Linked DNA regions of Danio rerio: region 1 is linked to region 2. A link is a contact called in public Hi-C data. All regions are on one chromosome and are shown on one strand. Each heading gives the region's core, a stretch centred on a gene start, on an enhancer-like site or on the middle of the called end of the contact. The rest is flanking DNA. Distances are from core to core; before and after follow the strand shown.

Region 1 (7,328 bases), core at 2,897-5,396, 190 kb before region 2:
ACATAAATGGTTTTGATATTAAATGTTCAAGCCCATGTGGAATCTGCATGTATTTTTCTTATGAGATTCTGTGGAATGGATTTAACTCTGGTCAGATGTGTTAAATGGACAGCAGAGATTGAGATTATCAAATGAAGCGCAAATTCTGTGGTAATCTGACATTTTATTTCTCAGAATTCTGCAAAATCACAGATTCTATGGAAGCAGATAGTTATATGAATGAATGTAAGGATGTAATCTGATAACAGTTGTTTTTGCTGAAATACTTTGTTATTCTAACTGAGTGTGGATATTCACAAAATGATGAAAACTTAAATGTAGAGTTTTTACAAATTGCAATAAACAACATGTACTCATTAAGGCATGACGCTATAGGCAAAAATACTGTTGTTTTTTTTGCACCTCTCTTGTGTGCGGTTTTGGGAATTTCATTTTAATTTAATATTATTTTATAATATATTCATAATAATATTTTTCAGTATAATTTAATGAATTATAGATTCATTAATTATAGCTCCCCAGCTCAGTCAATAAATAAATTAATAAATGTATAAAATAATTAAACATAACTTCATCCAATGTTAAGCCGTTTCTGCTAGAAATGTATGTTTACGAATGCATACAGTATAAATGAATTTAGTTAATACTGTAGTACAGTATTAATCATTTGCATATCACTGTCCCACCACTAGGACAAATAAGTATACATCACTTTTTTGCAATTAAATTAATAAATAAAAATATCTAAATATCTATCTAATAAATAAATAAATCTAATAATGACAAACTAATGTATATAACACTTCCGAATAGATATTTTGCTGCAGTTTTTTTATGTAGGAAGAGCAATAGCACAAAGCACATTTAATGTCGCCTTACAACCTGTGGGACCATTTACGGTTATATTTTTAAATCGAAATATTGTTGTCTAAACATAAAACAATCATAACACATTATGTATCCTTTGAAAGCCTAAAGTGTTCAGTTTCTATATCTAGTAACTGATTTGCGATATATATTAATGACCAACAGTTATTTATTAATGTGCAACAAGAATACTCCTTTCAGAGTCCTAAAGCATTACTTTGCTACAGCAATCCGCATATGAAATATTGTTTAGATATTTTCTAGAGGCTAAATTCAAATTAAAACTTCCTGTACTACTAAGTTTTACGTTTATTTTACAATCACCATCAAAAGTATTAGAAAATACAGTTCACGTTCCTCAAAACATAGGGGGCGCCCTTCTATGGTCATCAATGGAAACAGAATGTCATTTGGTGGCCATGTTTAGTACTGGGGCCAAACAAAATCTCACCGAAGGCTCTTAAAGGGTTGAAAAGGTTGAAAACCCCTGCTTTACTGCACTGTTATTATTAACAGCTTAATAATTCAATCAAATATCTCAATAACATTCAAAAGTTAAAAAATCTAAATAATTTGTCATAAATCAAACAAATACTTTAGCCAGTCTAAATAAACTGAAATGAAAGCAAACACAGAGCAACAAATACAGATAAGCTATTTAGTGAAATAGGACCGTTGTGATTATTTTTCTTAATTTGTTTTGTTTTTCCTCTTGCTGTAGGATTGGAGTATCTTGTGGTGGGACACGAGGATGTGAGAAAAGGTCGCCCTGTTGTTAACATGAAGAGCATAGTGAAGCCATGGAGAGCCAGCTTGAGTCGGAAAGTCCATCAGCTGCTGAAAACCAAATGTAGCTGAAAGACGCAGTGAGATGTTCAAAACAAATGCACACGCCAACTTAGACTTTATTTAACTGTGATCGTTCTTCATCATCTGAATCAAACTAATGCTTTAGGTGTAAACCCAGCCGTTCTGGTGTATCTGCTAGCTGTCAGGTCCATACTAGCACTGTACAGAATGTACTGTATAATATAAATGTATGTATGTGTGTATATATGAATATAAGATAATAATGTGTAGTTTTTTTTATTTCTTTAACTAACCTTGTATATAGCATGCTTTTTGTACAGAAGAAAAATATAATGCATACATGCTATCGGATTGTCCCTTGGCTGCTTTTTTATAATGTTATAATATATTTTTTTTTCTTAAAATTGATTTAATTAAAGGGAGAGATCACCCCAAAAATTAAAATCGACATAATTTACTCATCTTTTACTTGCTCAAGTTCAAAGTGAAATAGCTCTAAAAAGATTGAAGGTTTCTACAAAATATCTTCTTTTGTGTTTAATGGAAGAAAAGTAAATAAATTGGGAACCACTTGAGGGTGAGTAAATGGTGAGTAAAAGTTCATTTTAGGGTAAACTATTGCTTTAATGTTTAATGTTATACCTATTGTGGCCACAAGGTGTCAGCATATGATCATATTTATGGTTATGATGAATAATATTCACAAATAGATAATTTTGTAAATATGATTTGCTGCTGAAAGATGTAGTAGGACACCCCCCAACCCCAATAAAAAAATAAAATATAAATAAAATAAACACTTGATTAAGATTAGTGTATTAGTGTAAATCACAACATAATAGTGTAAATCAAACAATTCATGGACATTGGATTAATTAATAATTACAATCATCAAATAATGCAAAAAGATAAATAAATTTGACTATAACAAAGAGAAAGGTTAATTAAAAATATATTGAATTTAATTAAATGTGTTAAAATAAATTTGGAAATAAACTGTTATTATGAGTAAAAAAATAATGTAACATTCATTCATTCATTTTATTTTCAGCTTAGTCCCTTTATTAATCAGGGGTTGCCACAGCGGAATGAACCGCAAACTTATCTAGCATATGTTTTACACAGCGGCTGCCCTTCCAGCTGCAACCCATCACTGGGAAACACCCATACACTCTCATTTACACTCGTATACTACAGACAATATAGCTTACCAAATTCACCTATAGCACATGTCTTTGGACTGTGGGGGAAGCCGGAGCACCTGGAGGAAACCCGCGTGAACTCAGGGAGAACATGCAAACTCCACACAGAAATGCCAACTGACCCAGCCAAGACTCGAACCAGCAAGCTTCTTGCTGTGAGGCTACACACTGCACTGCATATTGTAACATAATAGTAACTAAATTTCAAAATAACATCAATTAAAAATATTCAATTACTATGGAGTGGCTGTAATTAGAGAGTTGGACTTGCAATCCAAAGGTTCGGGTTCAAGTCCCGGCACTGTAGGTGTTGACTGAATATCCAGCTCTCACCTATATATCACCAGCATCTATACTACGGCTGAGGTGATTCCCTTGAGCAAGACACTGAATTCACATCAGCTGCTCCAAGTGTGTGTTCACAGGTGTGAGTTGCTTTGATGAAAGCTTGCTTAATTCTTAAATGTAAATATATATATATATATATATATATATATATATATATATATATATATATATATATATATATATATATATATATATATATATATATAAACAAATCAAATTTTTTTTAAACAAACCAAGATTATTGGCCCTAGTATTTTGTCCATTGTAAATAGGAGTCTTGTTTCTGGTGTGGTGCATTTTCAAACATGCTGTAGTGCAACCTCTGAAAAAGCCAAATTTGGAAAAATCTGTGCTGTCCATTTTTAGACCCATTTCTAAACTACCCTTTTTATCTAAGATTTTGGAGAACTGTTTTATCACAATTGCAAAGCTTTCTGGAGCTTAACAGTATTTATGAAGTTTTTCAATCAGGTTTTAAGTTATATCATAGTATGCGTGATGAATGACATTTTGTTATGTAGGGACTCGGGCACTCTAATCCTTATGCTTCTCGAGTCTCATTTGTAGTACCTTTGGATTTAAGTGGCTGCAAATGAGACCACAACACACTCTTCACTATAAACTTTTCACATAATTTAAGATAATTATATACATATGTATTAAAAAATGTATATATCCTAACTTTTTCCTAAATCAAAGTGCACAAATCTTAAACATTTTCAATGATTAACCCTAAAGCAGGGATTTTTGGATATCAGGCAACCACAAGTGGGCGGGGCTAGCGCTTGGTCCATGAGGCCCCGCCCCACACGCCTGCATCCGCACCTCTGTCAGCCGCGCAGATTGGCGTGCCGCGATGTTGCTTTCTGTAATGAGGACGCTGATGGAATTACGGTCAAACTAACGAGGGAATAAAACATGTCCGAAGTACGAAAATTCACGAAGAGGTTAAGCAAACCTGGGACGGCAGCAGAGCTCAGACAAAGTGTGTCCGAGGCGGTGAGGACGTCCATTGCTGTGGTTAGTAACTCTCTCTCTCTCTCTCTCTCTCTCTCTCTCTCTCTCTCTCTCTCTCTCTCTCTCTCTCTCTCTCTCTCTCTCTAAGGCTGTGTCTCAACATGTAGTGAGATGCCTATCTAGGGGTCATTTTTGACATCACATTCGGATGTATGCTGTCTAGGAAGGCAGCTCACTAGATTTGAAAGCACTGCTCGTTTATGACCTCGTATATGAATAAAAGTCTGTCATGTATTACTTAATAATTTTCCCCCCTTTATCTAAACGGCGTTTGTAATTCTTATTAAAACACGTGCCAGACTGCTGAGGCATAACGTCTAGTGCCTTCAGGCAATTACACCAGCACAGCTTCAACATCTGTCTTACACATCGCATAGTCAGCTGTAGAAACCTCGTGCATTTAAATACTGAAATAAGCATTGGTTATGATATAAAATAAGGGTTTGCATCAAAGAAAAGCTGCCATTCAGGTGGTCCTGGCTTTCCTAATAGGCAAAGACATTGTATTGTAGCCTCTTCTGGAACCACATGGAGCATCCTTATGCCTTTGTGTAAAAAAAGCATGTGCTCATGCACCAGTCCATGATTGAGCAAAGCACATGCTTTTTGTCCCTGCTGAACCACTGAAAATGAATAAGCTGGAGAGCAGAAATGTGACATTGATGTTTTTGAGAAGGATTTAGATTGAATTTAACTGGGAAAGGAGGCAATTTTCACAATTCTGAGATTTTCTATGAGTGTTATGAGTAAAAGCCTACAGCATAATGCTGTGATTGCCATTTTGATTGTGGTTTCCAGGGTGACAGACAACAAATGGCACTCTATGGTGATTGCAGAGCCTCTGTGTTTCCCTTGAGAATAGCCCCAGGCTGCTCAGCTACGCTTCCTGTGTCCTCTGCATGTGCTAAATGAAGTATTTGTCTCATATTTCCCTTTTCTGTACCCCTTTTGCATGCTGCGTTTGCACAGATATGAACAAAATCATGACACAAGTGTGCAGCTTTATTACTGGCTCTCAGTGTTTCACTTGAAGACCCATCAAAGTTGATTAACGAGCACGGTTTTGTTTCCTGTATTGACTTTTTCTCACAGGAAGCTTTGCTCGGATATATCAAAGGCCTTGCCACTTATTTATATTTTAAGAAGCCAGTATGTTTTAAGTCATACAATTGCTGCTTGCTGGTTATTAGGTGGCATTGGGGGAGGGGCGTTATAATTAAAGATGAAATATGATTGGATGACAATTTGTGTAGTGCAGGATGAGTCATCAAAATATTTTGCTTGCTTGGCATGTCCACATGCTTTTTAAAATGTGTATATTTTTTAAGAGGCTATTCACACGGCATCATTTTACTTTTAAGATAAAATTATAAAGCTTTTTTTCTGCATTTTGGCTGTTCTTTAAGGATTAGTTTTTATCAATAAATGTAAATTCTGTTATAGGCATGGGACGATAACCTGTTTCAAGGTTTACCGCGGTTTAGAAAAGTCAAGGTTTTAATACCCCTAAAATGTTCTGTTATACCGTTCCTTAGGTATATAAAGTTCTCTTTAATGTATTTTTTATGTGTTGTAAAGAAATCTGAACTAATGAGGACATCAGAAGTCAATGATTTATTTAAACTATTGAGCCTGACATGTTGTACAGTTGGCGGTTCACTTCCGTTATTTGTTACGATTGGATTCATACCAGAAGTGAACCGTACCAGAGTTTGAGTAAACCAAACCGTTCACGAATGCTCCCCCGAGTTCTGAAAACACGTCGACACAAGCTGAACGTACCGTACTCTGATGTCAAACGAACGCAGGTCTTGACCAAAAGTGCTAGTGTGAAAGCACCCTTAAAACCACAAAGATCAGCTGATCTGTTTATAAGCTGACAGACAAGTGATCTGCTGGTGAATTGACTGATCTTCATGGCTTTATAAACAGATCAGCTGATCTTCATTGCTTTAAAACACTCCAGTGTCTCTGTATTTGTGGTTACACTCAGTAAAGAGCGGTGAGTGTGGTGAACTGATGACCTTCACGACCAATCACAGTCATTTCTGTTGAGCACGTGAACACAATGGCAAATCAATTTTGAATTATTGGATTATTTATACAGTCACGATTTTTGCAGTGTTGTTTTACATTTGATTACTCAAGTTCTGTATCTGAATACTATTTGACGGCCCTGAAAACCATAAAACACGGTTTATTTCACTTTTATCTTAGCTTTTTTTGTATTTGCTTGTAATTTGTTTATTAAATTTTATGCACGATTCACTTCCCTACAGAATCATCCCAATCATTCTAAATGAGTAAATTCTTCCCAAATAGCAGTTTTCAAATCACACACACATATATATATATATATATATATATATATATATATATATATATATATATATATATATATATATATATATATGTCAAATCGTGCAGCTCTACTCAGCTCATAGACAGCGACGGTTGGTCACAAGTTGTTCAAAGACAAAGTCCAAAAAAGGAGCCAAAAGCATTTCAGGTGACTTCAGTGGTTAAACTGTAATCACACAAAAGCTCCAAAAACACTTGTGTGCCACAAAAAAAGGAAAAACTTCTTTGACCAGGGTTTTATCTTCCTTATTAGGTGATCAGGATGAATGTTAACTACTGACATCTGTACAAAATATAATCAGGGTAAAGAAAGAAAATTAGCCGTAAACTAATTAAAAATAGTCTTCTGTTGATGCAAAGTCAGGTTGACACGGTGTCACAGTGGTTAGCACTGTCACTTCACAACTAGAAGGTTGCGTGTTTGGATCCTGTTGGCATTTTTGTGTGCATGTTCTCCCTGTGTTCGCTTGGGTTTCGATTCGGTACAGGTGAACTGAATAATCTAAATTGGCCGTAGTGTATGGGTGTTTCCCAGTACTGGGTTGCAGCTGGAAGGGCATCCGCTGTGTAAAACAAATGCTGGATAAGTTGGCTGTTGATTCCGCTGTGGCAACTCCTGATGAATAAAGTGATTTAAGTCAAAGGAAAATGAATGAATGAATGTTGCAGAGTGTTGTTTTATTAAACTAGAGCTGTGCTCACTGCATTAACTCATTAACTCAA
Region 2 (7,484 bases), core at 923-3,422:
ATGAGCTGAATCAACAAGATTATAGATTTTTTTAGGGTGGGGCAACTTGATTGATTTATGTTTAATCCACTTCAATTTGTAAAAACAATTGAGTTAAGTTAATCAGTTTGTGTTGGGACAACATGAAGCAATTGTGTGAAACTGCATTTTTTTTTAAAAGTGAACCAAATTTTGGTCGCTAGTTCAAATTCGGTTCGCCTGTTCGAATCTTGTCCGACAGATGGCACAATTCACAAACATATGCAGGCACTCCCTCAGCATATGCATGTGTATCAGAAAACGTCTAAAAGTGATCATTACAGTAGAGTTTCATACTGTATTTGACAGAAGCACCATCTAAAATGTTATTTCTTTTCCATCGCATCTATTGTGAAATTTAAATTGATCACTGCGTTTTCATCTTTACTGATATACAGTATTTACAGTAGCCTTCATTAGCTGCGGGTAGCTAAGCTGTGTCAACATTGTGCCATTCTTCAAGTCTTTACTCCTTACATTAGGAAGGGCTGAAGGTGAAGGTAAACTGAAGAATGTGAGTGCAGTGTTTGCGACGCGCATGAGGAGGTTTAGCTCGCAGCCGCGGGTCTCTGCTCTGCTCTTTGTCGCTGTGAGCTCTTGAGAGAGGGAGGGCAAATGAACCGGGTGGGTAAAAGGAAACACTGACGGGCAGAGCGAGTCAGTTCCGAGAGTCGATTCCTTCGAGCGTTTATTTCAAAGAGCTGGTTCGAAAACAGTTAGGCGAATAACCTATTTTATTGCGTATAGATTTTGGTCAGATTTTATATTCAGTCTTCCCATTTCTTTCAAATATATTTTCTTTAGGATGTTCGAAATTCAAAATAAAATTTGGGAAAAGTAGCCTAAATTAAGCCTTTACATACAGTAAATATTTTTTTTTTTTTTTACCCAAATTTTATGTTCATAAAGTGCATCTGGAAAGCAGTTATAGCACTTTACCTTTTCCACATATTTTATGTTACAGCCTTTTTTCAAAATGGATTAAATTAATTTATTTCCTCAGCATTCTACACACAATACCCCAAAACGACAATGTGAAAAAAAGTTGAACCTGTGTATTTACAGCCATTGCCGTGAAGCTCTAAGTTGAGCTCTGGTACATTCTGTTTCCACTGATCATTCTTGAAATGTTTCAGCAGCTTAATTGGAGTTCACCTGTGGTAAATTCAGCTGATTGGACATGATTTAAAAAGGCACACACCTGTCTATATATTGTGTAAGAATTCATAGGCCTAACTATTTTTTGTGTTATCTTATTTTCAAAAGAACAGGTTCTATATGAAGACGTTCATAAATCTAACATATTACTCATGGATATTACTAAGAACACTGAAAATAAGTATAATAAAACATATATCTTTTAGTAATTATGGTGAAATCAATCATTTATATTTGTTTTATGAGTCAGGAATCTCCAAACTTATTTTCTATGATATTGTATAAAATAGGCTAAATAGTTTTTTTTTAAATATATTTATTAAACATTAAGTTTTTTAAAGAAATCACAGATAGGCTACAAAAATGGACAAACTATAGCTACAGAAGACTTTTGGCTACTTTTAAAACAGACCTATGGGAATAGAGACTCTAAAATAGAATAGTCAAAACAAATTATTTGAAACGTATTCTTATTTGTTCATTTAGTTTTAATAATCCTCTGTACTTTTTCCTCTGCTTTTTAAAAACTTTTTTATTTCCATTTGCTGCTTTTATGATTCTAATCCATTTTGTAAATTATCTTTATTTAAATGTTTAATTTTTAGGGGAACTTTCTAATTTTATGTTTAAATAAACAAAAAAAGAATGCGATTGGCCTACCTTCTTCATAATAGACTAAACAGTCATAAAACAACGACGTTATAAATGAACGCGAACTTTTCCTGCGAGTCAGCGAGCTGTTGTTGTTTCGAAAACTTCAGAGCAGATTCAATCCCGCTCGTAAACGAGTCGGTTCTTCAGAATCAATTATACACGATTCAGTTTAAGAGAACGACTCGTTGGTGAATTGTACATCACTGAAAAGAAACAGAAAGGGAGGGAGGAGAGAGCAAGCGAGAGAGAGAGAGAGAGAGAGAGAGAGAGAGAGAGAGAGAGAGAGAGAGAGAGAGATGAACAAGGAATGTGCCACTAAAAAGAAACCGGAGCGTCGCTGAGGACGCAAGAGAGGAGGGCAGAAGAGGGAACGGCTGAAGAAAAAAGCCACCAGAAATGCGTTAAAAAGTAGCAAAGGCGGGAGAACAGGGGCAGCGCACGGCCAACACGTGAATGGAAGGATTATAATCCATCGTTTGGAGGGATTTGACGCTCCCCATGCGGAGACTTGAACCATGCAGGGTCTGCTGCTGCTTCTGAGTTTGGCGTTGAGTTTTCACAGAGGTAAGAGACTCGCTCGGCTTCATGAAGTTGTGTTTGTGTGAGCATTTCTTTTTTTATTGGACACAAAGCAGAAGGAGGAGAGTTTATAGCGGTTGCCCGGTCATAAAGGTGCAACGTGACCTTTGAGTTAGCAGTGCTGCCTGCCTGTACACCGCCGCTCGTCCCCTTCATAACCAAATGATGCCCCTGAGAAACTCTGCCAGTGCGGAAAACTGAGGAGCAGCGATCCCTGCCGTCAAACATGCTCTCGTCATGAGAATACAAATTAGTCGAGGGGTTTGAGGAGGGAAAGGACACGCGCACATGCACACGCATGCAGGGGTTTCACGCCAGACTCCCGCATAAAGAAACGCACCACTTTGTTTAACTCCTCTCAGGGTCGCTCAGGTAAATTCAGCACCTGAATCATCTGAATCTTCAATGCACATGCCGATTCATGTTTTGCATTGTGCATATCCAGGTGCGCCTGTAATAATGCATCCAGCGAGTTGCTAGGCGACAGCAGAGAGCTCTCTACCTGTTAGATTACAGCATCTTTTTCCCCGTGATCGCGCCTATGCGGACACCCTCCCCATTGTCTACTGTCACACACTGTGCATGTGTGTATGTGAGAGAGCAGGTACAGACCACTCCATCATAAGGTAAAGGGGCGTGTTTTTGTCCCGGGAAGGTGTATGATGTAACCCCTTTCTCATAAGATCCAGAATCAAAGCAGAAACATGCATATTCATCGAGATGTACCTTTCGAAACAGGTGACTCTTGATGGCTGCTTTGAATGACACTGTATGAAAAGATCTTGGGGAGATAATTATGGGCATCCAGACAGACATGGCTTTGTTCAGCATTACGTAGTATTTATAGCACAGAAACACAGATTGAATGAAATGCACAGGTAGCAAGATTCAATTAATGCACAGAAAGGTAAACACAGCCAAAAATGTTGTTCTCAATCTTCATTTCGATGCTGAGTGTTATTTTATTTGATTATATTTTCATTTTTTAAAGGAGTAAATGATGACCGCATTGGTTTTGTTGGAACAATTGTACAGTAATGCACATGCACTGATGTCATTTGCAATGATTTATTGCTGTTATGTCTTAAGGTGGAACGTATTAAGGTATCAGCGCTGAGAGAACGATGATACACTCAGGTTAGATGCCAACATGACACAGCCCTTCACATACCTCTTTCATTACCGGAACGACTTTTATAAGGTCAGCAGAGGCGGTTGCAATGACCTTAAAACAATGCCGACGTTGTCCTCCTAATAACTGTTCAATGTTGCTGTATGCGGTGTGCTAATATAGGTCAGCCTTAAACACACATGAAGCATAGCAAACAGCAAGCAGGTACTGTTGTAGCGTATTCTACTGTAACGGACGTTCCTTGTTGTCATCATGTTGGAAAAAGCTACATAATCCTTTTGTTTGCACTTGATGCAATTTCGTATGCATTAAAAAATTGCAGATCAGACTGGCCAGATGATGTTCAGAAGAACTTGTCCTGTATTCTTACCCTTCTCTTGTATATTTTTGGGGTTTTGTTTTTGATGACATTCTTGTGTAACGAAGAGGCCTTTCATTTTACAGTGACAAACTGTTTTAATGTGAGTTTAAGCATCCGGCTCACTTCATCATAGCAGCCAGGAGTCATTCAGAAGCAATGCATCTAATAAAACCTGCAGTCGTCCCATGAATCACAGGAACACTGGTGTACAGGCATGTCCTTTCGTTTAGCCCTGTATAAACAAAGAGCTCTGTTTAACTTAAAATCATGTTACTCTAGGACTTAAAGCTTGATTCGTAATACAGGATTTGTACTCGTTTTATTTTTGATATGCAACCCAGTATCACAACAGCGCAGTGATTGTGTGCATTTATGCAATGTCAGCATGAATTCCCATTTCACCAGTACTTTTTATGTATAAAAATTGCTCTAAAGCTCAGTTTAAAGAGTTTTTGTGAAGTAAAACATTAATTTTATTTATTTGTTACTCACAATTACATTTTTAGAGCTGGAATGAATATGCAGAACTAGGTATACAGGGATATGTACAACATAATCCATTTTTTAATGAATTTTGACTGTTTATTCATTTACATGGGAACAGCATTTTGGAGCAAGTTTAAGGCCCTTATTCTTCAAAAAACATTGTTTTTGTCCTTCGTTTGAAGGTAAAAAGAAGTTAGAAAAGGCTGAGTGATGGTATACTGCGAGTAGGCCTGTCAAAATAATCAATATAAAGTATCAACTTATGGCACAACACATGGACATGACCTCGATCATTTTTGGTGATGCATTATATCGTCTATACATAAACCAATTCTAGCAACATTTGAGCTGATTGTTGGTTAAAAAAACACTGTACACCAAAAAATTACTAAAGTATTTTTTCATGTGGGTGCCTGACGAATAAAAAAAGATCTGGTAGTAGATATCGCAGCCTCTGTTACTTCTTACCTTGCACTTTTTTGTTAACATTTATTTTTATTTATTTGTTTAGGATATATATGTGTTCACATTCTGATTCCATTGCCTGATTATTAAATTGTTAAAATTACTATAATTAAATGAAATATTCTTAAGAAAAAAGATTATGCGTTTTTATGTTGTGTACTCCTGCCTGACATGAATCAGTCGAACTTCCAGAAGACACCCACTGTGTAATCACCATGGATCAATGGTAGCTTAAAGGTTTTTACACTCCAAAAATGACTTTTGATGCTTGTTCAAACTACCTATTTAAAATAAGTTGAAACAGCTAAATTCTTAAAGTTTTTTGGGACAACTTAATTGTTTTTAATTTGCTTAAATTTGTAAAAACTATTAAGGTAACATGTTAAACATGAAGGAATTGTGTGGAACCCAACATTTTTACATTGCACAAGCCAAAACAAACTCTCCGAAACAAAAAGAATATGCTGAAACAGATTCAAAACAAACTCTTTCTTTCTTTTAAATGACGTCATTTCAGTTCTTTGAATTAGTGTCAAGTATAGCAGGTTCTTTACTATTATCGTCTATGAGTTTATGAAAATTGTTAGGACTATGCAATATATTGACATTTTGCCTATCACGATACATATTACAATGGTTTGCAATAAATGAGTGATTTAATACAAGTGTATACCTTTGTGTACCTGCTAGTAGCCCACTGTTCTTAGCACATCAGGCAATTTAGTTACACATCAACACATCTCTGAAACCAAGCAAAGTGGATATGTTGATTTTCTTGAATCTGTAATAACTTTAGTATGAATGCAGAAACACTGTACACTATAATATGCTGGGCTCTACGAAATTTCTTCATGTTGTCCCAATACAAATGTATTAAGTTAGTTTAATAATTTTTACAAATGTGTGGATTGAACATAAAAAAATTAAGTTGTTCCTCAAAAAAACATCTCATTTCAAATAAGTAGTTTGAAGTAAGCAAGTCATATTAAGAAAAAAGCAACTCCACATTTTTTTCTGATTGTTGTTGATGTTTTCCAGTTGATAAAACTATTATTATTATTATTATTATTTTTTTTTTGGTTAAAATGAGTGAGATTTGTTTTACGGCTGTTCACTTTCAGAGGTTGTAGTGATGCTTGCTTTTCCCTCAAATAAACATATGAAATGGTTTCATAATTTGGTAAAATATCATTATTAAACATTTAATTAATTATTAAACATTGCATTATTTACATGCTATCACATATGACTTTTTTCAATATCGTACAGCCCTTAAAATGGTGATGTCATGCGCATGTGTATTACATGTTCAGTCTATAGACCTTATTCTTCACGTGTGAGCAGGCATAATCATTGGAATGTTTTTGGCTTGGGACTTCCGGTCTCATTCACTTCCGTTGATTTTTAGACGTTCGATTAAAAAAGGCTCATTATGTTGCAAACTGATATTTTCTTATGACATTATTCTATTTTTTTTGTATTGTCACAAACACACTTGTTTGTAAAGCAAGAAGTTTGACTATTTTCTGTTTATTATTCTTAGTCATTTCTCCCATTGGTAACTGAATCGGAAGTTCTGAAACAATCACAAAAACATGTGCACTTCCTCATCGCAGAATACGGTCAATAGGCATTTACTCATAAAGTGCGCAGATAAGTATTGTTTCTTTACAAACTGTCATCGCTCACTATTTTTAATGAGTACCAAGATGGTCCAAAAACAAATATCTGGCAAATTTTTTGTTTCTATTGCGTATTTCCTGTTTGTGGATGTGTGCTCCAGGTGAGTTCTATCTCTAATCAAACTCACCTGAAGAAGCTAATTATGGTCTTCAGGTTCACATATAAATGACAGGCAGGTGGGAATAAACTGAAGGTAGATCTGTATTGAACACACCTGCTCTTTTTGTAATAATAGCTCATGAAGCGACTCATTAAATCTCCTCTAGAGTTTTTTCCCATCAAAAACTTTTCTTATACAGAATTTTCATGCAAGAGGATCTGAACTGAAGAGATTTTTAAATTAATCTTAAATGTAGTCACTAGGACTTGTCACTTTAGCAAATTTCATAGATGAATGCTAGATTTGTGTAAGGGGGAAATTTGGGACTCCATTCCACATTAACCGCTCAGTCATGTGATGGACTGAATCACCATTTTTGGACCCAAACTCAACTGAGAATGAGATTTCAAGAAATAGAAAAGGCAGCCACAAATAACTTCATTATGAGAGGGAGTAAATCAGGATAACATTTTAATTTTGAGGGTGGTTTGTTTCAAATCTGTATGACATTCATCTGTGAAACATAAAAGAAGAGGAATGACAACGTGCTTTTGTCATGCAATAGAAATCAACGTTGACTAAAACTGGTTGGTTACCAACAGACTCTCTTCTTGTGCATTAAACAGTAAATAGAAAGCCAAGTTTTATAACAACACGAGGGATAGTAAATCATGACTGAATATTCATTTTTGGTTGAACTACATCTTTAATATTACACTGTGAAATCCAACAGTCAACTTTATCACGTGAAATGAGTGTAGTTTATCTCATTTGATGAAGGTTAGTTCTACTCATTTGAAAAGAGTTTTAAGCTCCGTGTTGACTAAATACCTCATTATTTCAACTTT

What was found. A called contact is a pair of places that touch in the nucleus more often than the background predicts.
Region 1: a contact with region 2 is called in a Hi-C map of hematopoietic stem cells, with 5 times the contacts expected there. The contact joins the promoter of dock11 here to the promoter of kirrel1a in region 2. A contact is called at or near these places in 5 of 18 Hi-C or Micro-C datasets (caudal fin, embryo, hematopoietic stem cells and 1 more) and 2 of 4 datasets of contacts at active chromatin or transcription factors (caudal fin and embryo).

Annotation. Positions count from the first base shown.
Region 1 is chr7:19,321,246-19,328,573 of GRCz12tu, reverse strand. It overlaps dock11 (dedicator of cytokinesis 11), which reads left to right and starts at 4,146. Exons shown (of 53, transcript NM_001202493.1): 1 at 4,146-4,247. The coding sequence starts at 4,146. It overlaps ntn4 (netrin 4), which reads left to right. Exons shown (of 10, transcript NM_001430983.1): 10 at 1,589-1,924. The coding sequence ends at 1,725.
Region 2 is chr7:19,133,729-19,141,212 of GRCz12tu, reverse strand. kirrel1a (kirre like nephrin family adhesion molecule 1a) reads left to right here and starts at 2,172. Exons shown (of 15, transcript NM_212868.2): 1 at 2,172-2,394. The coding sequence starts at 2,346.